Linked DNA regions of Mus musculus: region 1 is linked to region 2. The links are chromatin contacts, called in public HiChIP or PLAC-seq maps. All regions are on one chromosome and are shown on one strand. The core of a region is the stretch at or near the end of the contact, and the rest is flanking DNA. Distances in the headings are between cores, read along the strand shown. Region 1 overlaps Gosr1 (golgi SNAP receptor complex member 1). Region 2 overlaps Gm46288 (a long non-coding RNA gene).

What was found. HiChIP or PLAC-seq counts read pairs in DNA pulled down with a chosen protein or histone mark.
Region 1: a contact with region 2 is called in a BATF HiChIP or PLAC-seq map of CD8 T cells, with 5 read pairs. The contact joins two enhancer-like sites. A contact is called at or near these places in 11 of 484 Hi-C or Micro-C datasets (brain, cerebellar granule neurons, cerebellum and 5 more) and 4 of 115 datasets of contacts at active chromatin or transcription factors (CD8 T cells, bone marrow-derived macrophages, embryonic basal ganglia and 1 more).

The regions. Positions count from the first base shown.
Region 1 is chr11:76,733,059-76,738,253 of GRCm38.p6, reverse strand. Gosr1 (golgi SNAP receptor complex member 1) reads left to right here. Exons shown (of 9, transcript NM_016810.4): 7 at 843-872; 8 at 3,603-3,685. Among named protein-coding and RNA genes, the nearest start is that of Gosr1, 28 kb to the left of the region's middle. Within about 2 kb of position 3,498, at least 72 of the 459 cell types and tissues checked have an H3K27ac peak or open chromatin away from gene starts, as enhancers often do. A contact at or near this core is called in CD8 T cells and bone marrow-derived macrophages, where this site is marked.
Region 2 is chr11:76,643,238-76,648,042 of GRCm38.p6, reverse strand. The region is part of intron 1 of Gm46288 (a long non-coding RNA gene); the gene reads right to left. Among named protein-coding and RNA genes, the nearest start is that of Gm46288, 19 kb to the right of the region's middle. Within about 2 kb of position 2,307, at least 38 of the 459 cell types and tissues checked have an H3K27ac peak or open chromatin away from gene starts, as enhancers often do. A contact at or near this core is called in CD8 T cells and bone marrow-derived macrophages, where this site is marked.

The DNA.
Region 1 (5,195 bases), core at 2,249-4,748, 89 kb before region 2:
TTAAATTCTTAATTGTAGTTATGCAAGGTATTTTTGGCCTTCTTATAGAACCCATCTTTACTGAACTTTTTATCACTGTTAAATCGAATCCTCAGTGTTCTGTTTGATAAACTAACAGAGTAATTAACTCTTTTGGAAGGAAGTGGCTGGGGCAATGCAAATATTTATTTCTGCACACTCTAAGTAAAATGGCAGTGTCTGGGAACTTCTTCTGCGCTCTCGGATGTTTAGTTGCCCTTACCAAGCTCGGCTCTGGGTACAGTTCTCCTGGAGCAGCTGTTTCTTACATGGTATGCAGTATTGGACATACGCACTCTGCAGATCAGAGGTGCGTATTCACCCTCTGTGTCCACATTCTTACATTCTAAAGTTTCAGGAGCTGAGATCTAGCTTAGTTGAAATAAATACTATTTCCCCAAAACAGAAGGGACCCTAATGTTTGAATGGTACTAATTAGAAGCATCAGAACCGCATCGATCACCTGTCTCAACAAGTTGGTTATAACTCTTACCTTTTGAATGGATAGTGGTACTATTTTGAGTTATCTAGATTTAACTTTCACTCCTTAATGCTGTCATTAAAACTAGCCAGACTTAAATAATAAGGAATGTCACATACATGCACACACACACACACAGTCCAGAAGATTTAAGCTGAGAAATAAAAGCAAAATGTAAATTACCTCATGTATGGCTGAATTAAGGATTTTTCTCTAGATGTTCTAAAATTAAAAATCTTAATTATTCTATATACAGAAATGGCTATAGAATTTATACACATAGAAAAATAAGAAATGCTTAAATATATGTTTAGTAATTCAAATTTTTAACTTTCTTTTTCAGCTCTGATCGTCTGATAGAAGAAACAATAAGGTAGGAGTAGTTTTTGTGGTTCTTCACTGCTGTCTTTGCACAATCAATGGTCAGATCAAGCCAGCCCTGTTCACTAGAGTGAAGGTCAAGTCATGTTCCTTAAGTGATGACAGTTTTACTAAACAGTAATGCATTTCTGCTGTGGCCTTACTTTCTAAGCGCATCTAATCATCTTAGTAACAGGTTCATGAGATAGACATTGACCAGTAGACTCCTTCTCCAAAACAAAAAAGAAATTATGGAATTTGCCTATGATCACATGACTAGTAACTAATATTGAAGACTTGGATCCCCTAATTAGTCCCTTATATCTCTGGGAGCAGAACATTTATACTGAGTCACTGCTCTGAGACAGTGATGGCTTAACAGACCTGCCTGCCACCAAATCTGACCACCAGATCCTCGGGACCTACTTGGTGGAAGGAGAGAACTAACTCTCAACGGCCATCCTCTTATGTATTGTGGCACACACAGGCACATGCATGCACACATTCACACATGAACTCATATATACAAGGTAAATTAATTTTTAAAAATAGGAAGTTATGTTTAGTTCATAATAGTAGTAAGAAATCTGAAGTTCCAGTAAGCATATCAATGATTTATCATTTTTGAAGCATTATATATATGAAGCTTCATTGTATCTCTTAAGTATTTGAAACTTGAAATAACAGCCTATCTCTCACTCAGCTCCACTCCAGATGATGGGGTAGATAGGAAAGTCTGTCTAGATAGACTTTGTGTGGTACTGGAAATCATGCATATTCAACAAGGTAATAACTTAATGTAATACTCAGTCTCCAAGGAATACAAAGTGCTTTGTGGAAATTATTTTTTAATGCATATCCACTGTGAGTCAAGTGCACATGAGATAATGATGATTCCCCTTCAGAAAACCAGAGGCCTGTAGGTCAGAGACCCTTACTACAGGCTGGAGTTCTCTTGCTTTCTGTAAGACTATACAGGCCCTTGTTGTAATTTCAAGCAGAATTTGGTCAATTTCCATTTCTTCTGCTGCTTTCATTTCTTCCTCATCCTCTGGCACACGCCTGTATTCCAAGCATTTGGGAAACAGTGGCCTGGATTCTAGGATCTTCATGACACTCTGCCTGGCCTTCCTCACTGCCCCTCTTTAAGGAACTGACCACTTACAGTACCACCAGTATATGTGCACTTTAGTGACACGAACTTGCTTCACCTTCCTTGGCCAGAGCCCCACAGATAGCTTCCCAGGTCGTCTTGGCAGCATTATGAAAGATAGTCTCGTTCTTCTGCTTCCTTTATGTCACCAGTGTGCCTGTCAGTAACTCTTCATTTCTTTATCTTCAGTGACCATTTCCTGGCCACTCATTAGACAGCCACTCCTTGATTTTCCAAACAGCCTTTGCCAAACTTAAGCCTTTCTGCTTTTGTTCTTTGAGGTCATTGGCTTCTTTGGGTGTTTTCTGATATTTTTGTTGCTGGGTTTTGGTTTTGGTTTTGGTTTTCGTTTTGGTTTTTTACTTCAGTAAATATCCTTCTATGTGTCTCCTTACACATTCATTGTATTCTTCTCAGTAGTGAAATTATCTTGACTAATTGTCATTCCTCTAGCATCTCTCTTCAGTAAACACCTAGCAGCCTGTTCTGTGAGGCTTTGCCCATGAATGCCCAGCAGCTTGCCACCAGTGGATGGCCTGGGTGATTGTCTCCTCCAGGAGCCTGGAAGCCCCATGGCCTCAGTCCCTCTGCAAGCACAGGAGCCAAGGGAGCAGGGGTTCTTTCCTCAGCCCCGAGACCACCAGGTCTGCAGCCTCCCACTGCCAGGCTCCAGGGCTTCCGTGTAGGTCTCTTGCTTGAGAAGGTTTACGGAGCCCCTCTGGCCAGCTTCCAGGGAACCAGGGATTCAAACAGTCCTTCCCCAGAGGGAGTGCTTTTGTTCTGGACACTCCACGGAAGAAAATGTGCCTAAGGTACACCAGGAAATTGTATCTAGCGAGCATTTCCCCCAATTTCCAGGACTCTTTTTAAAATAAGTTTTAGAGTTATCTTTATTCTTAGACTATTTCAAAGGAGTACAATGATTCTTGATCCTATCTAACCAAAACTGCCCCTTTGCATTTTCTATGTTACTCTCTAAAGCACCCTCTTCTGTGTTACTTACCAAAGTGGACACTGACCCTACTCTCTAGGATCCTCCTATCGGGGCGAATCATGAAAATACCTGACTGGAAGTGACAGCAGAAGAGGGTCAACTCATAACAGGTGGTCAGCGTGGCTGTTCCGTAAAAGAGCCGCTCTTCCCCTCTCACAGTGTGTTTAGTGAATCCTGAGATCTGCCTACTGAGTTCTTCTCGAATTTTCAGTCCCCCTTTGTTTATATGTTGGAAGCTGGTTGAATGTGGGTGTCACTTGGGCCCCTTTCTTATGCTCATGATTTTTTTTTTAATGGTGTTTCGTTCCTCTTAACAGTTTTTCCTGATTAAAATTATTTTAGTGGTTGGTTTCTTTAAGCCACTGAAGAAGCTTTGTAACGTATGATTTGTCTCTTAATGTCTCATTTCATTTGTTACTTTGAAGAAAACACAAGATGACTCATAACAAGACTTCCTGTGTAACAGTGGGCAGGAAGCTGGGCAGGGATTGGTACCCATTATCACTGTAGCTTTCTGTTTGTCTTTAGAGGGGTGAAGATCTGAACAATGTAGTGCCCCCGTGCCAACTCAAATTGTCTCTTTTCTCCCCTTGAAGCATTGCTATGGCAACAAAAGAGAATATGACTTCCCAGAGAGGAATGCTCAAGTCAATTCACAGCAAGATGAACACTCTGGCCAGTATCCTTTGTGAAATGTTGGTGGGGTGAAGGGCTTGTTCTTTTTGTTCTCCGTTTTATTGGGGTAGAGGTGCAAATTATGCACACTGGTAGAGCCCTTAGCAATTGAATCGTGTGAGGACTGCTTTACTTTGTGATAAACTTATGTTTAACACTATTTCTAGAGAACAGCTCACCAGAGATTTCATTATAGATATTTATATTTACAAAAGTATTCACAAATTATTTTTGTCCTTAAAAGCTCTGACTCCACATTAGTATTCCCTGCATGTGTTCGTGACCACCCCGCCTCACACTGTGGTTTAATTGCCACTTTGGAGGATGTCAGTTGTAGGCAACTGGAAGGGGCGGGGACACTGCAGGTGTGCTGTACCTGTTGGTAGATTGTGACTACACAAGTCCCAGGGCGGAGGAGAGGCTCCACTTGTCAGTTGTGACCTCTGCTTTAAAGTTTTAGCTTCTCAACTTAAAGTAGATAAGACTGCACCAGAGACGCTCAGGGGTGGGGTCTTCCCAGATGACTGTGAGGAGGAACTTGGGATTTTCAAACGGTGAACATCGTCTGGTCCGTAGTAGTTTAAGGGCACTCTTACCCTGAGATCTAATTGCCTAAGAAAGAGGATATCCCTGGCATTGCTTGGCACTTTCCAGTCCTTTGTCAATGTTGTTACTAGTCAAGTGTAAAAAGCACACATCCCAAACCACGTGTGCTCACACATGCTGGGCAGTTTACACAGCACACTGCCTTACCCACACTGCGTTCTCTCACCCCATAGAGGGGACAGAGTGGGGACTTTTTGATTTTTTTTGCAGATAAAGAAGTAGGCTCAAGAAAGGGGCCTGGCCCATATCCACAGGGCCAGGACAATTTGGCAAAGTGGAGATTCACATTTCAAATTCCCATGATCTTTCTTTCTTTGTGTGCATTGCATGTTTCTGTGGCACGCATGTGGAAGTCAGAGGCCAACCTCAGACACTAGTCCTTGTCTTCCACTACTGTGAGACGGGGTGTCTGCTGTTCCTTTGCTTACCCCAGGCTGGCCCGTAAGCTTCTCCCCGTAGGAAAATGAGGACTGCAGGTGCTTGCACTGTGCGTTGACATTTTATGTGAGCCTGGGGGCTCAGTCCCTCATGCTTCTATAGCAAGCACTTGTGTCCACTAAGTCGTCTCCTCAGCCCCCAGTGTGTGTTCCATGAAATCATCATATTGTTCTGCTAGCCCCACTTCTCTCCCTGTCACCCACCTGAATTTGAATCTCCAGGACTCACATAAAGGTCATCAAATACAGAGTCATTTCTGGGGTGGTGCAGTACACGTCCCTTCGACAGACCAAAGTACAGACACGATCAGTGTCCAGCTTGGTGAGCCACTGAGCTTTACTGTGGTCACTTCCAGGACAGGGATGTGGGGTGACTTAAAGGAGCAGAAATGACCCAGATGGCTGCATCACCAAGGCCCACTCCAGCATGGGTGACAGCTCACAAAAGCTAGGGGACCTGGACACAGTGCA
Region 2 (4,805 bases), core at 1,058-3,557:
CTAGCAAACAGTCCCCACTTCAGGTTCCTGCCTTGACTTCCCTCAACGAAGGACTTGTGACTTGCATATATATGTAAGATGAAATAAGCCCTTAGGTTGCTTTTGGTCAGAGAGTTTTATCACAAGATCAGAAAGGAAACCAGAACAACGGAGCAAGACTTGGAAACTGCTTCCTCGAGCAGGCACACTGCTCCCAAAACCCTACAAGCCCTACAAGGCCTTGTATCCTCCTGGGTCTCATCTAGCAGTTCCTGCCTCAGCCGCACGAGGGAGCCTTTGCCACTCCCTGCTGTCTTCAAAGTCCCCAGTCTCCTTAGGACTCCAGAAAGGGGCCAGCCTTTGAGGCTCTCCTGCCATGCAGAATGAGTTCCTTCTGAGCCCTGGGTGGCACAGGAGACTGGCGTGAGCTCGGGCAGCGGGGGAGGTTTCAGAACACAAGGCTATTTTTAACCTGGCACAGATGCCCTATTCCCAGCGAACGGAGGGGGTGGGGTAGGTGGGAAGCAATCTTGCCTTCCTGACTTATTGTTGTTTCATTAACCACTTCCGATGTTGGATACGAGGGGCATCACCTGGTTTCGTGGCTATTCTTCCTTGCCACAACCCCTTCCTGCTTCCCACTGCTCAAGCAGCGTTCTCCCCGCAGGGGGCAGAGAAGGAAGGGGAGAAAACGGGATTGACCAAGTGACGGTGACTAAGGGTGAGGAAGGGGTAAGCATTCTGTCTTGTGCTGTCAGCAGTGGGAGTGGGTCCAAAAAACCACTTAGCCCCTTAAATTGCTCACTTCTCCTCTCTCTAGTGGGTGTGCTCTAAATGGCTTGGAAAACCATTGCAGCTAATCAAAGGCAGCTGGAAGAGGGCCAGGCTGGACCCAGCAGGGGGCTGAATTGAGCCCGGATCCATTATCGCTACCCAGTCCAACATTTTAGTAGTGGGTTTCCGTCTGATTTCAGAGTGAGATGATTAGGTCATTATTTGTTAAATTATACCTTTTAATTAGTGGATCTATTAAAATGAAAAGCCTGAGAGAGGCACACAAGCCTCTGGGTTTTTGTTGGGGATTTATAATTACCACTGTTTAGAAGAGATTAGTGGGGGGGGGGGGCGGGCGTTAAAACCTTTTAAGAAAATCCTGGGAACAGAGATGCCAATAAGTAAGATATGGACCTTGCCGTTGCAGCTGTCTGCATCATTATCCATTTCTCATTACTGCAGAAAATGGGGGTGAAAGGGCCGAGGTCTAGCTCAGCAGTACAGCAACTCTCAGCATGCTGAAGGCCCTGGGTTCCACCCCCAACGCCCAAAATAATAAATCAAGGAAAAGATAATCATGCTTGGCTATGGCTTAGCATTAGAACATTTGCCTTGTGAGTCCCCAAGTTCCATCCCCAGCACTTACAAAGTCTATATAAAGTCACGCAGATTCTCTCTCTCTCTCTCTCTCTCTCTCTCTCTCTCTCTCTCTCTCTCTTTGGTGTTGGGGATGGAACCCAGAGCCTTACGAATATTCATAAATACTACTGACTGCTCCTCAAACCAGTTAGTTCAGTATTTTCCAAAGAGCGCGTCCAATACTGGTACTGAGAAACTAAAGGAGATCATGATTTTGGCCAGTACAGTGAGGAGTTTTAACCCATCATTCATTCCTTATAAGTTTGTGTTCTTGGGCGGTAGGGAAGTTGCGGGTGGTTAGGGGAGCGAGATACTGGATCTGTCTATGTAGACGTAAGCCTTTGGGGAGTTTGAGTTGGTCTTTGGGAGGAACCAGCAGGGATAATATGACGATGCTGTTTGGATTTGAGCTTCCTTCCTGTCGCTGTCCAACCTAGCTTTACAGAGTCCGCTGGTTGCAGAACGGCCTTAGTCCAGCAGAGGGCGCGTCACCGCCGGTTTTTAGACGCTCTCCGCTACAGGACGACACATTAGACCATCTGTGAGAGCCCAGCAGCATGGCTCTCCTCTCCCGCTGTGTTTCTTCTGTCTCTGCTGTCAGCAAGGAAGCCGATCTCTGCACACATTTGGTCTCTCGGACTATCAGAGGCCGCGGAGGCACATGCTCCGACTATTTTCATCTTTTTACTTAAAAGCAGCTCCTCGCTGCTCGCTTCACCACCAAGGGTATCTAAGCTACTTCTAAGACTTCCAGATCCGAAAGCCTTCCTTCCAGTTGCTCTATGTTCTGCAGACCCCATTGACAGCAGGCGGGGTGCCTCTCCCCAGTCTGACATGAGCTCTTGTCCACTGTTCCTCCTCCAATCTCCCTTAGACTTCATTACCGTGTCCTGTCATGGATCAAAAACCCCACGGGCACAGCTACTAGGAGCATCTTCTGTTCTCTGTCTCCAGGAATCAGCACAGCGTTTGATACAAACACCCCAGAAATACTCAATGCACAAATGAGTGCAGTCATGTAACTCATGTAAATTCAAGTTTAGGCTCTTCTCTCTCTCTCTGTCTCTCTCTCTGTCTCTCTCTCTCTGTCTCTCTCTCTCTGTCTCTCTCTCTGTCTCTCTCTCTCTGTCTCTCTCTGTCTCTGTCTCTCTCTCTCTCTGCACTGAGCAAGCTCTCTGCACTGGGGAAGCAGACATAAAAGGCACAGTTCCTGTCCTCAAAGAGACTGTAATCAGTAGAAGGCAGACATGAATCTGGGCAACTTGAATTTCCAGCTTCCTCTGGGTTGGCAGTTAATTTCACGCCCGCCACACAGGAAGGTTGCTGGCTGGCTGGACTAACACCCCCACCCCTGAAATTCAACCACAGAACTTGACTCCCAACCTTTCCTCGGGTTCTATTACTTGAAGCCCCAGCTTACGCTCTACATCCGATCCTTCCTATGAAACAGGACCACCTTGCCAAGGTCACGCTGATTGGACATCGGGGTTTGTCTGAGTCTAGTTGTCTCACAAGGAGGAAATGAGAAAACAGCCCACTGACGGGCAGTTTGTATTCTAAAGGCGGGCTTTTGGAATTGGTGGTGTTTGTTGGAGTTTCTTTGGTTTGGTTCAGTTGAGACAGGGCCTCACACTCTATTCCAGGATGGCGTTGAAATCATAACAATCCCCCTGCTTGCTGGTTTGATGCTGCAGAATCCGAGGGTAGGCCTGGTGCTTGCTTTTGCTTTCATCTTTATGCATAATAGCTGCTTACAGGAGCAGTAAAGAAAGATGCCTGTTCCCTGTGAGGGCCAACAGCATAGGCAACGCCGCCAGCAGACAGGCATTGCTTTCAGATAAACAAATGTCAGGTCCTACAGAGGCACTTTGGGATGGGAGGTAGGGCTATCACTGTGGCCCGAAGCAACTCAGACTCATTGCTAGGGCAGAATAGATGTCCTGGAAATGATTTGATGATGCAAAACTATGGCTTCTGAACAGGGCTGGAACGTGAAATGAATCAAAGAAAAGGCCACCGTGATTTTTCCTCCCTTCACTCTTGCAACAACAAACCCAATAATTTGATCTTGACGATTTCAGAGTATTGAAATTTTACCCCAACTAAATGCTTTGCTTTTGTGGCTGACGTCGTTTTCCAACCACACAATTACACCAGCTACAGCTGTGTGCACTGATGTGAATCAAATACTATCTGTCATTTGTAGTCTGCGTCTCCTCACCATAGCCCCCAGCAAGGGTCCCGAGGAACACAATTAAACCACTCACTGGATGGTTCACAGAGCAATTCTATCAAACCTCTGAAAAGAATGCAATAGGAAGGACTGCTTAAAATGTTACAGACTACAGAGGAAAAGCCACCTGAGCACAGAACTGGTACCAAACTCAGTGAAGGCTATGACACTATGACTGTCACTTACCTCACTAATTAACAGCAGCCACACACACACACAAAGCACAAACGAACCCCCAATGCATGTTATACCACAGAATATTCTAAGTAATTTAGGGTCTTTGTATTGCGTTTATCTGAGGAATCCGAGGATGGCGCATCACAGTAAACTGCACTGTCACCATGTCATCACTTCCAACTTTGGTCATTGTATACTAACTTATTTGCTGTTTTGTTTCACTTTTGGTTGATTTTTTTTGTTGTTGTTAGTTATTGTTATTGATTTTGCATTGCTGTAATTCGAACCTAGGACCTTGTGTGTGCGGGGCAAGTGCTCTCCCACTGAGCTATATCACAGCCCACCTAGATAGTTACCAAAGTCTTTTCTATGTGTGAAAGGTTGGGAATTCACTTTGGTGACCAGAGGACATGTCATCACTTTTTCCAGAAATTTGGATACGGTTCTAAAGTATGTCAGATATAGTTGCACATGTCTGTACCCTCAGTACTCAGAAACAGGGGCAGGAAGATTGTGAGTTCAAGGCCTACCTCAGCTAAATTCATGGTCACCTTTGCCACCATGTCTAATGATCTGAGTTCAATTCCCAGTACCCACACAGTGGAAGGAAAGAATAGACTCTCAATAATTATCCTCTGACCACCACCAAATGCTCGCCACGGCACAGGTACAGGGACGGACACACACACACACGCACACACACATACACTTATCTGACCACCACCAAATGCTCACCACGGCACAGGTACAGGGACGGACACACACACACACTAAATAAATTATATAAATAAATATGTTTAAAATTTTTAATGACTATGAATGACAACATCAGACCCAAGGAACTGCAAGATTAAAAGCAGAGGTGAGATAAAGAGTTCTATTCTGGGGCTGGAGAGATGGCTCAGTGGTTAAGAGCACTGACTGCTCTTCCAGAGGTCTTGAGTTAAATTCCCAGCAACCACATGGTGGCTCACAACCATCTGTAATGGGATCCAATGCATTC